Regions from separate parts of the Mus musculus genome. Here all the other regions are linked to region 3. Evidence: chromatin contacts called from public promoter capture Hi-C data. All regions are on one chromosome and are shown on one strand. Each heading gives the region's core, a stretch centred on a gene start, on an enhancer-like site or on the middle of the called end of the contact. The rest is flanking DNA. Distances are from core to core; before and after follow the strand shown. Region 1 holds the start of Vkorc1 (vitamin K epoxide reductase complex, subunit 1). Region 2 holds the start of Ctf1 (cardiotrophin 1). Region 3 holds the start of Xpo6 (exportin 6).

Evidence for each region. Promoter capture Hi-C pulls out the DNA fragments that hold promoters and counts their contacts. Capture Hi-C pulls out chosen DNA fragments and counts their contacts.
Region 1: a contact with region 3 is called in a promoter capture Hi-C map of liver, with 2.8 times the contacts expected there. The contact joins the promoter of Vkorc1 here to the promoter of Xpo6 in region 3. A contact is called at or near these places in 2 of 39 promoter capture datasets (liver and pre-B cells), 1 of 484 Hi-C or Micro-C datasets (B cells) and 1 of 115 datasets of contacts at active chromatin or transcription factors (pancreatic cancer cells).
Region 2: a promoter capture Hi-C map of liver shows a contact between it and region 3, with 4 times the contacts expected there. The contact joins the promoter of Ctf1 here to the promoter of Xpo6 in region 3. A contact is called at or near these places in 1 of 39 promoter capture datasets (liver) and 1 of 9 other capture datasets (liver).

What each region holds. Positions count from the first base shown.
Region 1 is chr7:127,894,357-127,898,293 of GRCm38.p6, reverse strand. It overlaps Vkorc1 (vitamin K epoxide reductase complex, subunit 1), which reads left to right and starts at 2,677. Exons shown (of 3, transcript NM_178600.2): 1 at 2,677-2,885; 2 at 3,680-3,789. The coding sequence starts at 2,713.
Region 2 is chr7:127,710,373-127,714,547 of GRCm38.p6, reverse strand. Ctf1 (cardiotrophin 1) reads right to left here and starts at 1,845. Exons shown (of 3, transcript NM_007795.2): 1 at 1,769-1,845; 2 at 505-623. The coding sequence starts at 1,793.
Region 3 is chr7:126,198,663-126,203,064 of GRCm38.p6, reverse strand. Xpo6 (exportin 6) reads left to right here and starts at 2,564. Exons shown (of 24, transcript NM_001311143.2): 1 at 2,564-3,166. The coding sequence starts at 3,164.

The sequences.
Region 1 (3,937 bases), core at 1,428-3,927, 1.7 Mb before region 3:
GCCTCTGCCTCTCAAGTGCTGAGACAAAACCTACTTTTAATCAGAGTTTTAAAACATTTTAACCTCCCTTCTAGCCCACCTCCCACCAGAAGTAGTGGAAAAGAAAGGATATGGGGAAGTTGGCCTGTTTAGAAATGGTTCTTTGGAACAAATCCCATCTGCGTTATCAGGAAATCAGCGGTTCAGTTCACAAGTCAGCAGGGGCAGCTCGATCCACCTGCAAACATTTCATGGATGCACCAACAGTCCAGTTCGATAGAGTCAGGATAGCAAACACAAATCAGTAGTGGTGGCACGACCTAGCAGAGACAGCTAGGCCTCTGCCACATTGACACGAGTCAACAGGAGGGACCAGGGACAACAGGAATGCCAGGGGGAAATGTTCTCAGCTGCGCCTCTCTCAAAGAAGTGAAGATCAGCGAAGACTCAAGACCAACAAACGTTTAGCTATGCGAGCAAGCCAAACTCCTGGCTCCTGTCACTGTCCATCAAGTCCTTTTTATACGACCTCCAAACATCACGTGTCTCCTCGGGCTTCCCTCTGCACTTGAGTCTTCTCAGCTGATATCACTCTGCCCATCAGCCTGAGTCACTGGAAATGGTAAGAAGCCATAGCACACTACCAGAAGGTTTTTGGTGTGTTTCTCTCTTTGGAGTTCCAACAATCAGAGCCCAACTAAGCAATGTAAGGTAGGCCAATGCATGTGTGTACTTAGCAAAGGCTCCTTCATCATGTGTCCTTTCATGTGCTTGCTTTAGCAGAACATCCTCTCTCCTGTGTCTGCTTCAGTGAAATGTTTCTTCACGTTTGTGACAGCAAAACACCGTCCAACACAACTGACTCTCCAAAGAACCCATAAGTTTCTACTTCATGACTCTCATCAAAAGAAGCAATACAGAGAAGAAGGGAGGAAGCGAAGAGACAGAGTGGGGCTGAGGCTCCTCAGCTCAGCTGGGGATGTCATTTCCTGGGAGCTGCAATGCCTCTGCTGAGGATGCTTCCTCTCAGAGCTGTGTGGCTCTTGGGCCCCCATGTCTCAGGATGCCCTCCCATTGGAATACCTTCTCTCCTCAGCTGTGTCGTTCCTGGGCTTCCGAGTCCCAGGATACCTTCCCATCTGAGCAGGAACACTTACAGTATCCACCACACTCTCTGACGTAAAAGAAGTAGACCCGAGAAGGAGAAGCCATGGAGAGAGGGCAGCCATCAAGGAAGAAAGAGTTCCTTAAAGCAGTAACTAATATCACTTGGAAGTCAAACTTTTTGACTCTAAAAATAAACATTAGACTCAATGTTCAAGTCATGCTTGCAACTAGGTGTCAAGGACATGCTCAAGGGCAGCTAGTTTGTCATGTGAGCATCAGTAAGACGTAAGGAAGACTGGGAATGTAAAATCTTCCCAAAACTTGGCTGTGAAGGGATTAGATTAAAGACAACTGGAGAGGGAGCTGGTGAAGAAACTCCAGGCAAATGGGAAGGGTGGAAAGGCAGACAGTACAGAACTGACAGGTCCTCAGTGGGGAGGGGGGGATATTTGTAAAGGGGAGATAATATAAGAGGGATTGTTGGGTTGATCCAGGCTCAGGTTTTGCCAAGAGTGCGCCACAGTGGTACAGAGGTCTGGGAAATCACAGGAAAGTATGGCCTAGATAAAGGAATTTATTGTGAGAGGGAGGGTGCCTCTGCCCACAAGGGGCGCTAGTGAGACACGAGGGATGGCTGGCGGTGATCTTGAAAGACAGGTTGTAGACAAATGGTATCTGAAATAATTTCGGGGAAAATGCTTCCAGAGTCGTATCCCTGCTTTCGCGGAATTCCATTCGTCTATTGACCCGTAGGTTCTAGACATACCAGATGCATAGACAGAACTTGTCATAAAAAATGTGCTAAGCCGGGCGTGGTGGCGCATGCCTTTAATCCCAGCACTCGGGAGGCAGAGGCAGGAGGATTTCTGAGTTCGAGGCCAACCTGGTCTTCTACAGAGTGAGTTCCAGGACAACCAGGGCTACACAGAGAAACCCTGTCTCACCTCCCCCCCCCCCCCAAATGAGCTAAACGGGAGATGGTTTAGCAGTTAAGAGCACTGACTGAACTTCCAGAGGTCCTTGAGTTCAATTCTCAGCAACCACACACGGTGGCTCACAATCATATGTAACCGGACCCAATGCCCTCTTCTGGTGTGTCTGAAGATAGCGACAGTGTGTTTGTGTTTGTGTGTGTGTGTGTGTGTGTGTGTGTTACCGTCCTGTTAATAGTAGCTTTACAGAGCCGGGCATGGTGGCACACGCCTTTAAATCCCAGCACTTGGGAGGCAGAGGCAGGCAGATTTCTGAGTTAGAGGCCAACCTGGTCTACAGAGTGAGTTCCAGGACAGCCAGGGCTGCACAGAGAAACCCTGTCCTTGAAAAACCAAACAAAACAAAACAAAGTAGCTTTACAGCACTACATACTCAAATTTCCCTTAATGTCTTGCAGCCTCTCCAACTACAATTCCCATCATGCCCGGCAGCTGCGTTATCAATGATTACCCACATTCCTAAATCCTGTTTACCAGCCCAGCATTCCTAGCTGTCATGCCTAAGAATAACCAATTGAATTGGAGAACGCCAGCGGAGGCCGACCAATCTTCCGGTAGGAGGGGCGTGGTGACAGCAGGCCCCGCCCTGCCCCGTGGCGATTCTTCCCTCCTGTCCCTGGGCTGTACTGTCGACATGGGCACCACCTGGAGGAGCCCTGGACTCGTGCGGCTTGCACTGTGCCTCGCTGGCTTAGCCCTCTCACTGTACGCACTGCACGTGAAGGCGGCGCGCGCCCGCGATGAAAATTACCGCGCGCTCTGCGATGTGGGCACGGCCATCAGCTGTTCCCGCGTCTTCTCCTCTCGGTGCGTGCAGACATGGAAAGCATGGGGCTCTTGAAGGCCAGGTTACCAGATAATTTTGGAGTCTGGGGTCGCAGTGTCCACAGAAAGGACACTTTGAGAGCGGCCTGGCTCCATGGGTTTTGGTGGGTAATCGGACGTGCACACTGGACCTCACAGAGATACTGGTGCTTGAACGCTTTCTGAGGATACTGTAAATACCAATGATGGGAAGACTGGAGGAGGCAGGGCAGTATATTGCATAGAGACTGAGGAAACTTGAGATGATACAAAGCGGGAGGAGGGGGTGGACTATTGGCTGTGCTGAGGGGACAAAGTGGCTCACTCTGTCCGGGTTGGAGGACCAAATGTTAGTGGGTGGTGAGGGAACTGTAGCTTTGTAGGCCCAAGCAAATAGATTTCCCAGTTGTGATCACCGTAAAGCGAAATCAAGCTGGGAAAAACTTTTAACCTTTCATTTATTTGTTTGTGAGGTGGCACATGCATGCCACTACATGCATGTGGAAGTCAAGAGAATAACGTTCGGGAGTTGAGTCTCTCCTTCTTTGTGGGCTGCGGGGGGATTCGATCCAGTTGACAGGCCTGGCAGCTGATACTTGTTTTTCCTGAGCCATCTCACCAACTCCTGAAAAATTATTGATAGTCTGTGATGACAGGCCACTAAGAGCCCCAGGACATGCCAGGTCAATGCCCTTTGGACTCTTAGTAGGTGGAGCTTCTTGCTAATCACTGTTCTACAAAAAAGCTCAAGAGGCACTTGGCCTACCCCACTTACCTGCTTCTTTCACTTCCACCAGGTGGGGCCGGGGCTTTGGGCTGGTGGAGCACATGCTAGGAGCGGACAGCGTCCTCAACCAATCCAACAGCATATTTGGTTGCCTGTTCTACACCTTACAGCTGTTGTTAGGTGAGTGAGTGGCTTTGCCCCTTCATGACCTGTCTTCTGAAATCCAGAGCAGCCCCACCTCGTGTCGTGTCGTGTCGGTGACCCAGACAATTGACACCCAGCTGCTAATTACTGAGCAATCTCATCACAAGGAGTCAAGAAAGCAGAA
Region 2 (4,175 bases), core at 596-3,095, 1.5 Mb before region 3:
GCTAGCAGTTTAGTTGAAAAATCAAGCTTGTAAATAGATATTTTGTAAGTAGTTAAGAAAATAAAATTCCCTAAGTTCAAGGGCTTATACACAGCTCCCACCTCATGTCTCTTTTATGGGTACAGATATTAGTTACATTTAAAAGAATAAATATTACAGGGTCCTTTACTGTGTGGCCAGAAGAAAGTTAACATTCCCCTCAGAAACTTTTGATTTCCACTGCTGGGGCTGAGATGGAAGAAATGGGTGGCTGAAGACATCTGTGAGCAATCACCCTCATTCCATGCCCCAACCCTACACCTCCTCACATATTCCTCCACCAACCTACAACTCCTCACATATTCCTCCACCATCCTTAGACCTCCTCACGTATTCCTCCACCAACCCTACAGCTCCTCACGTATTCTTCCACCAACACTACATCTCCTTATATATTCCTCCACCATCCCTGCATCTCCTCACGTACTCCTCACGTATTCCTCCACCATCCCTACACCTACTCACGTATTCCTCCAGAAGTTGTTCTGCATATTTGGTCAGGAGGCGGGCAAGGTTGTGTGTCTGGCGGATCTTGGCCTCCAAATGGGGTAGGAATGAGATTGAGGAGTCAGTCTGGTGGTCTTCTGGTGGGAAAGAGAAGGAAGTGAGAGGTTATAAAGGCAACCAAACCCCACTCCTTAACCATCTTTCCCAAGCTGGCTCTCCCTGAACCCAGAGTCTCTGCTCTGGATGCTAATATTCAACCTACGAAGAATCTGCCCCATCCCAGGCACCAGATCTCCACCAAGCAGTTTCTCTACATAGATGTCTCTCCTGTCCTCAGGTCACTATTGAAATACTACTAGGACCAAATTCAAATACCTCCTTCTTAGTGCTGCCTCCAAGTTCTCCCTATTCTCAAATCAATTTCTTCCTTCCACTTTAGGGAATTTGTTCATACTTCCAAAGTAGCTTCTTTTATCCGTGTGAATCTGTCTGATCCTGAGACTCCTCACTCTACATCACCGATACTATCCAGAAACTCTTTAAGGTCAAAGTTCACATATCTTTGGATTTCTCCAACTCTTGTTTGAATTCAGTCAGCATCTCTGAAGCACTGAACGCGCCTTTCCGGCCCCTTGTACAGATAGAGAAACCGAAGACCTATTCCCTTCATGTTGCTCCTATGTGACCTGCTAGGCTCAGCAGCATCAATGAATCAACGACAGGATGGCCTTCCCTGTTTAGAGGGTGGTGCCACGGGAAGCCGACTACATTTCCCAATATGTATGTTGCCGGGACCCCAATGCATGCTGGGGAATGTAGTCCTGACCCGACAATCCCCTCCGTCGGAGTTTCCCACCGCCAGCCGAGATCTCCGAAGCCTGTATTTTGAGCTCTCGTCACTTGTAGCTTCTTCGAAGATCAAAGACTTCCTTAACTCGGCCTCTCCCTCCAGTCTTTCAGCTTTGACTCTTTCCTAATTCTCAAGAAGCACTATTATCCTGTTCCAACCCGACCCCAGCCCCTTTTCAGGGTGTACTCACCCATATATATTCGGTGATCTAACCCCTGAACCCAAGGCCCTGAAGCCTCAATTCCTTGCGCCTGCTCTTTCTCCCAACTCACCCGCTGGTTACCTGACACCGGCGTCTCCTCTCCCCCGCCCAGGCCGTTCCCCTCCCAGACTTGGGGGTGGGGTGGTGCTGACAGACATCCAAACCCCAGCTTTCGATCCCCCCGACTCCTATTCACCAAGGACACAGGATCAAGTCATTCAACCCCTTACCCAGACTTCCCTCCCTCTGGCTCATGCTGGCCCCAGGCTTATCCAGGTTCCCTCAACACACCCCTCCGGGGGAGGAGGAGGGGAGGGGGAAAAAGGGGGAAAGGGCTAGGGGCGTGGCTCGGGCTCGGCCAATCATAGTTCAGACCCCAAATATTTCCTTCCCACCATTACTTTCAGTCAAAATTCCTTGGCCCAGAGCTCAGTAACCGGCTTGTGAGCTTAGACTGGGAAGGGGCCAGAATTGGGAGGCAGGTGTTGGCACAGTGAATGGGAACTTGGGCCTTTAAGGCAGTTCTGTGTCCTGTTGGGAGGAGACTCAGGCTCAGACCTGAGGTAGAGCCTGTTTATTGGCTGCTTTGGAGGGAAAAGCTGGGAAACCTGAGAGGAAAGGTGCAAGGCTGGCAGGAGAAGAATGCAGGCAGGACTTCCTTTTTGGGGAAGACAAAGAGAGGCCAGGGAAGCCTTGTTTAGATTAGGGTCCACCTAAGGCACGCACCCCCTGGTCTAGTTATCTTAAATGCCTTCTAATTTCTCTGTCACACTGATCAGAAGTGAGACTGTTCCTCACCTTACCGTTAGAGACCCTCGCACGCACACATCTGTGTGTGTACTAAGGCATTCAGACCCAGCCTTCTACACAGGCAAGCACGAGCTTCAGGGAGGTCACACCCGAACAGCAACTCATTAACGTTGGGGTAGACACGGAAAGGACTGGACACACTTGCCTCTATAATTGGTTCCCAAGCACCTACTCTTGTCTTTGGCTCTGGCACAGAGAGGACCCAGATGATGAGGCGTCAGATGAAGGAGTATAGGCATATATTTTTTTTCTTTTTGCAACCTACTTTTAATAAACGTTTAACCTCTCCTCTTGCCCACCACCCATGAGAGGCAGTGGAAGAGAAAAGTTGTTAGAATATGGGGGAGGTGGACCTTCTCAGCAATAGTTCTTTGGGGGGCAAGCTTGGTCTCCTTTGTCAGCAGTTCAGTCCCATAGCAAACACCAAACACTCAGCAGCTACAGTCCAGTCCTCTAGGCAGGCAGACGCCATGCACAAACCAGCAGCTGTAGTTTAATCCTGAAGAAACTGCAAGGCTCACCAACTGGCCCAAGGCCACTGAAGCAGCAGCTGCCACAGGAACCTCAGGAGCAGCTCTTGGCTGGGTTTCTCTCAATGGTGGTGTAACCACAAGTTGAGCTCAACAACAGTATGTAAGGTGAACCAATACACTCGTGTTCTTAGGGAAGTACAGCAAGGCGGAGCAAACCACACCAATGCTCAGTGTCCCACTGACCCTGGGGTCACATTTCTACTCCTTCATCATGGGACCTTTCACCTGTGTCTGCTTCAGGACAACATTCTTTCATGTGTCTGCTTAACAAGACATCCTTTCACCTGTGTGCCCCAGCAAACTATCATTTGATATAACTGACTTTCCAAACCAGAAGTTTCCACTTGAGTGGAGCTTGTGAGAAAGGAAACTGGAAAAGCCTGCGTGAGAGGGTTAACACAAGCAGACTGTCAGAACAAAGTTCACTGGCAGAGCACACCATAGGTGAATGGTGAGGCCACAATGTCAGCAGTGGCCACACACACACACTAACCAGCAGTATGTATTGGGTATTCATGTGTGCCAAGCACTATCCTGAATGCTTGTATATACACATTAACTCATTCCATAATAGAGGAGGCAATGAGACAAATGACTTGCCCACGGTCACGCAGGTGTGACAAGCAGAGATTTTACTTCTTACCGTTTGGAAACGCTGCCAGTCATGGTGGACATGGTCACACCAAAACGTCACAGACACCCCTCACACACATAGCACAGCAGACTCGTCCTATCTAGTGACAGCGCAGCTTCAAATAAAAATCATGCGAGACACTCTCATCTTCTTCCCTTTCATTTGAGTGTGTGTCGGGGCCATGTGTGCGTCTGAGTGGGTGCTGGAGGAGACAAGAAGGCATGGACTCCCCTGGAGGGGATTTACAGGCAGTGCGACATGGGTGCTGGGAACCAAACTACTATTCTCTGGGAAAGCAGTAAGAGCTTTTAACCAGGAAGCCACGTCGTCGTCTCCAGCCCCCGCTTTCTTTCTTTCTTCTTGAGATTGGGTCTTACTATGTATCTCATTATTGGACCAGGCTGACCTCAAACATGTAGAGATCTGTCTGCCTCTGCCTCCTGGGTGCTGGGATTAAAGTGTGAGCCACCACATCTGGCCTTTTTTCTTTTAAAGGAAAAACCAAAACGTCTCTCATTTATTTTGCCTGTGTATGATGTGTAAGAGGTGTGGAGGTCTGAGAGCTGTCAGGAGTGGGTTCCCTCTTCTATCACATGGGCTCCCAATTTTTGAGCTTGGGTCATCAGGCTTTGTGGCAAATGCCTTATTCACTGAGACATC
Region 3 (4,402 bases), core at 1,315-3,814:
GTAGGGGGTTTCTGAAGGGGAGACCTGGAAAGGGGAAAACATTTGAAATGTAAATAAAGACAATATCCAATAAAAAATTAATTTTCAAAAAAACCCAACAACCTTACTGTTTTCCAAAAGGGAAGGGGGGAATCAAATTGTAATCCTGTAACTGTAAAACTCCATCTGGACAATCTCTAAACTAAACTATTTAGGAGGGTGAATTATGACAGGGTCTTTATGGTCCAGGTTGGTCTTACGGTCATATCAATCCTTCAACCTTCCAATTGCTGGGGCTCACAGTCATGAGCCTCTATGCCTACACCAAGCTTTTTTAAGTTTATGAGAAATAATTCCAAATTTCTCAGACAGACCACCTTCTCCCCTTCCCCCTGCCCCCAGCTTCTCTCTCTTTCACATTTTCATATTTGCTGGGGGAGACAGTAGAGAAATTACAAAATGACTGCTCCATTAGGGGGAAGGGTTTTATTGTTAATAAAAAAAAACATCCAGGGGCTGGAGAGATGGCTCAGTGGTTAAGAGCACTGACTGCTCTTCCTAATGGTCCTGAGTTCAAGTCCCAGCAACCATGTGACAGCTCACAATCATCCGTAGTGAGATCTGACGCCCTCTTCTGGTGTGTCTGGAGACCGCTACAATGTACTTACATATAAGAATAAATAAATCTTTTTTTTTTCCTTTTTTTTTTTTTTTTTGAAAAAGAGAGAAAACATCCAGAGGCCCCTGAAAGATTCCAGAGCAGAGAGAAAAAGTAGATAGGAGATGGGCAGGGCCATCTGGAGAGGAGAGAGTTGGGGAGACAGGGAGGAGGGGGTGGAAAATCATTAAGTTATAAGGTGGATGCGTAGGTGGGGGTGGGAAGCAGCCATGAAGTTTTAGGGTAGAGGGAGAAGGTGAGAAGGGTCAGGATGCTAGTGTGGAATCTTTGAAGTGAGTAACAAGTACTTGTGAATAGGGACCTCAGCAGCCTGGAGGCCACGTGGATATGCTGATAAGTGCCATAGCTATAAGTCAGTGGAGAGCCAGGTGTCCCTTCTGCCAGAAGTAAGGGAAAGGACTCCTTTTGGGGGAATAGGAACTTGTTTCACAAGTTTCCTAGGAATTCTGGCTTTTATCTAACACCAGAATTCCTTCTATAGTCCATCTTGAGCTCATTCTGGATATGTGGACTGCCTGAGACCTAATGTGTGTGTGTGTCCCTGTGCAAGCATGATACTAGTGTGGTCAAAAGACAACAATTTGTGGTAATTTATTTTCTCCTTCTTCAATTGGGTTTTGTTTTAGTCACTGTTTTATTGCTGTGAATATATACCATGACCATGACAACTCTTGTAAAAGAAAGCATTTAATTGGGGGCTTGCTTCCAGTTTCAGATGGTCCGTCTATCATCATGGCAGGGAACAGGTCGACATGCATGGTACTGGAACAGTAGCTAAAAGATACATCTGATTCACAAAAGGAGACTGGGTTTGCCATTGGCTTTTTTTTTAAATGTTTATTTATTTATTTATTTATTTATTTATTTATTTATTCTATGTAAGTACACTGTAGCTGTCTTCAGACACTCCAGAAGAGGGCATCAGATTTTGTTACAGATGGTTGTGAGCCACCATGTGGTTGCTGGGATTTGAACTCAGGACCTTTGGAAGAGCAGTCGGTGCTCTTAACCACTGAGCCATCTCACCATCCCTGCCATTGGCTTTTGAACTCTTTTTTTTTTTTTTCTGAGACAGGGTTTCTCTGTGTAGCCCTGGCTGTCCTAGAACTCACTCTGTAGACCAGGCTGGCCTCGAATTCAGAAATCTGCCTGCCTCTGCCTCCCAAATGATAGGACTAAAGGCAAGCTCCACTACTGCCCGGTGACTTTTGAACTCTTAAGGCCCACCCCGAGTGACACACATTTTTCCAACAAGACCACACCTAATCATTCTAATCGGTTTCAAATAGTGCCACTTCTGATGACTAAGCTTTAGATATGGGATAGGCATTCTTATTTAAACCAGTACAGGTTCTGAGGATTGAACTTAGATTGGGTTGTCAGACATAGTGGCAAGTACCTTTAAAGGCTGAGCCATATCCCATAAAAACTTATTTTATTTACATGCATGTTTGTGTACCTATATATGTGTATGCTATGTGAGTATGGGTGCAGGTGTCTCCAGAGTCCAGAAGAGGGTGTTGAGTCACCTGGTGTTGGAGTCTGGAATTAGGGATGAAGCCAATTTAGATCGTGACACTAAGTGTTTCAATTTCATCCTGTGACACTTTCTGGTCCTAGGACCCAGAACTGTGGACTGAATGAATAAGATCCCAGGAGAGCACAGACCAGCATCGCCGAACTTCTAGTCCGGTGTCAGGGTCCGGAAAGATGCTCAGAAAAGATTTGCGGAATGAATGAGTGAAAAGAAACGAAAGGGAAACCTTTCCTTTACCAAAATGGCCGCGTGTCCCTTTACCAACGCGGCGGTCCCTGGCCTCTTGGGCGGGGACGTGGTGGGCGGGGCCAGTGAACAGTCAGGTGCGGCCCCGCCCTCCTCTGCCCTCACTTGATTCCGGATTGGTCCGGTTCCAGCGCCGCAGCAGGCCGCGGGCTGAGGGGCCGCCTGGTGCTCGCCACTTCCGGCGCGTTGGGCTGTTGGCAGAGGGTGGCCGCGAGGGGCGAGCCGCGGCTACTGGTGGCGCGCAGGGATGCGGAGGGAGCCCGCCGCGAGGACAGAGGTGGCGAGGACAGCAAGGGCCCGCGGGCCTCTCTCCTGAGCCGGCCGCGCCGCCCAGGCCCAGGCAGCCTCTGCCCCTTCAGTCTCGGCTGAGGCCCGTCGCCGCCTCGGGCCGCGGAGGCCGGGGAGTCCCTGCCTGGGCCCGCAGCCTCCCTCTCGGGGGTCGGGCCCAGGCGGGGGGCCTCGTGTAGCCGCCTCTGAACCCCATTTTCTGCTTTTGCGTTTCCCCGGGGTGGGCCGAGGTCTGGATGAATCGCTTCGGGGGGTCCCCGAAGGGGCCCGTGTGCTCCTTTTAAAGGTGCCGGCGGGGCCCGGGTAGGGAACCGGTTGTCTTTGCATGGGCGGGGGACTCCCCGAGCCTGCCGGGACCATGACCTGAACTGTGCGAGCGGGACACGACGGATCCCAAGAGCTAGCTCACCTGAGCCATCCCCTTCCCGGCCAGCATGGTGAGTGGGTCCAGGGACCGGGTTGGAGGGGTGGCAGTGGGCCTCAGAGCAGCTGAGCCATCTCTTCTTCCCTGAGGCGGGGAGAGGCGCGTGCGAGCCTGGCCGGTGACACATGCGTGCAGGGTGTGCAACCGGCTGTACGCTCCCATTGCCCCCACCCCCACCCCCACTGGATGTCTTGAGTAGCGCCACGGATACAACCCCCTGCCTCACTGTTGGCTGTGCCCTTGTGCAGCAAGTCGTGATTATCAGTATCATTTATTTATTGATGGCATACTGTGTGTCATTTCCTTTGCTAAGTCAGTGGTATGTATTTTGTTAGTATATCAACCCCCTGATTGGAAATGGGGGATACTTGAGGCAAGAAGCAGTTAATTACTCTGCCCAAGGTCAGTTGACTCTTTTGGGTTAGTAGCACTATTTGAACATAAGCAATCTGTTATAGAACTGGCTGGATTTTTGGAGACCATCTGTCCAGCGGTAGGTTTGCGTTTGCAGAAATCTAAAGTAGTATTTGTAGAGGTTACTGGTTACGGATACAGACGATGGCAGAGTCAGCAGTGGGGTCTTTGGACATCTTGGTTGCTGTTCTTTTTGTTTTCTGCTCTGGCCTTTTCCTTGGAAAACTATGCATACTTTCAGGTCCCACTAAAAAAAACCTCTCTGAAAGGAAAATACCTCCTCTTCTTGCAGGCTTTTTAGCTTTTCCATAGTCCTTGGGGTTTGTGTACTCAGAGCAGTTGGTTGAGTGCTTGTCTTTTGCCATTTTAATGTTTCTGAGCCTTATCTGCCCATCACAGTAGGCAAGGTGAAGTTAGTCCTCTGATTCTTTATCTGCCTCAGTTTGGCATCTAGCCCATGATGAGTGAGTGCCCAGCCTGGGTTTGAGCACTGATCCCCCCCCCCCCCCCCCACACACACACACACATTGCCTGGCGATTAGAGGTGTATTGAGATGTGGCTGGTGCACCTTTTTAATGCACACATCAGACCAGACTGTCAAACTCTTAAGGGGTGGGAGGGTGGGTGGGGTACATAAAGTCCTGGTTAGTGGAAAGAGGTTGTTCTAAGGCACTCACTTTGTCCTCCTGGGTTTACAACCAAGCTGGGTAAAATACACCATTAAAGCTGAGCAGCATGGTATGATTTGTGCTATATATGGTGTGTGTGTTTGTGTACATACTAGACAAGGTGACAGATTTGTTGAACTTCAGTTTGTTTCCTGATCTATACAAT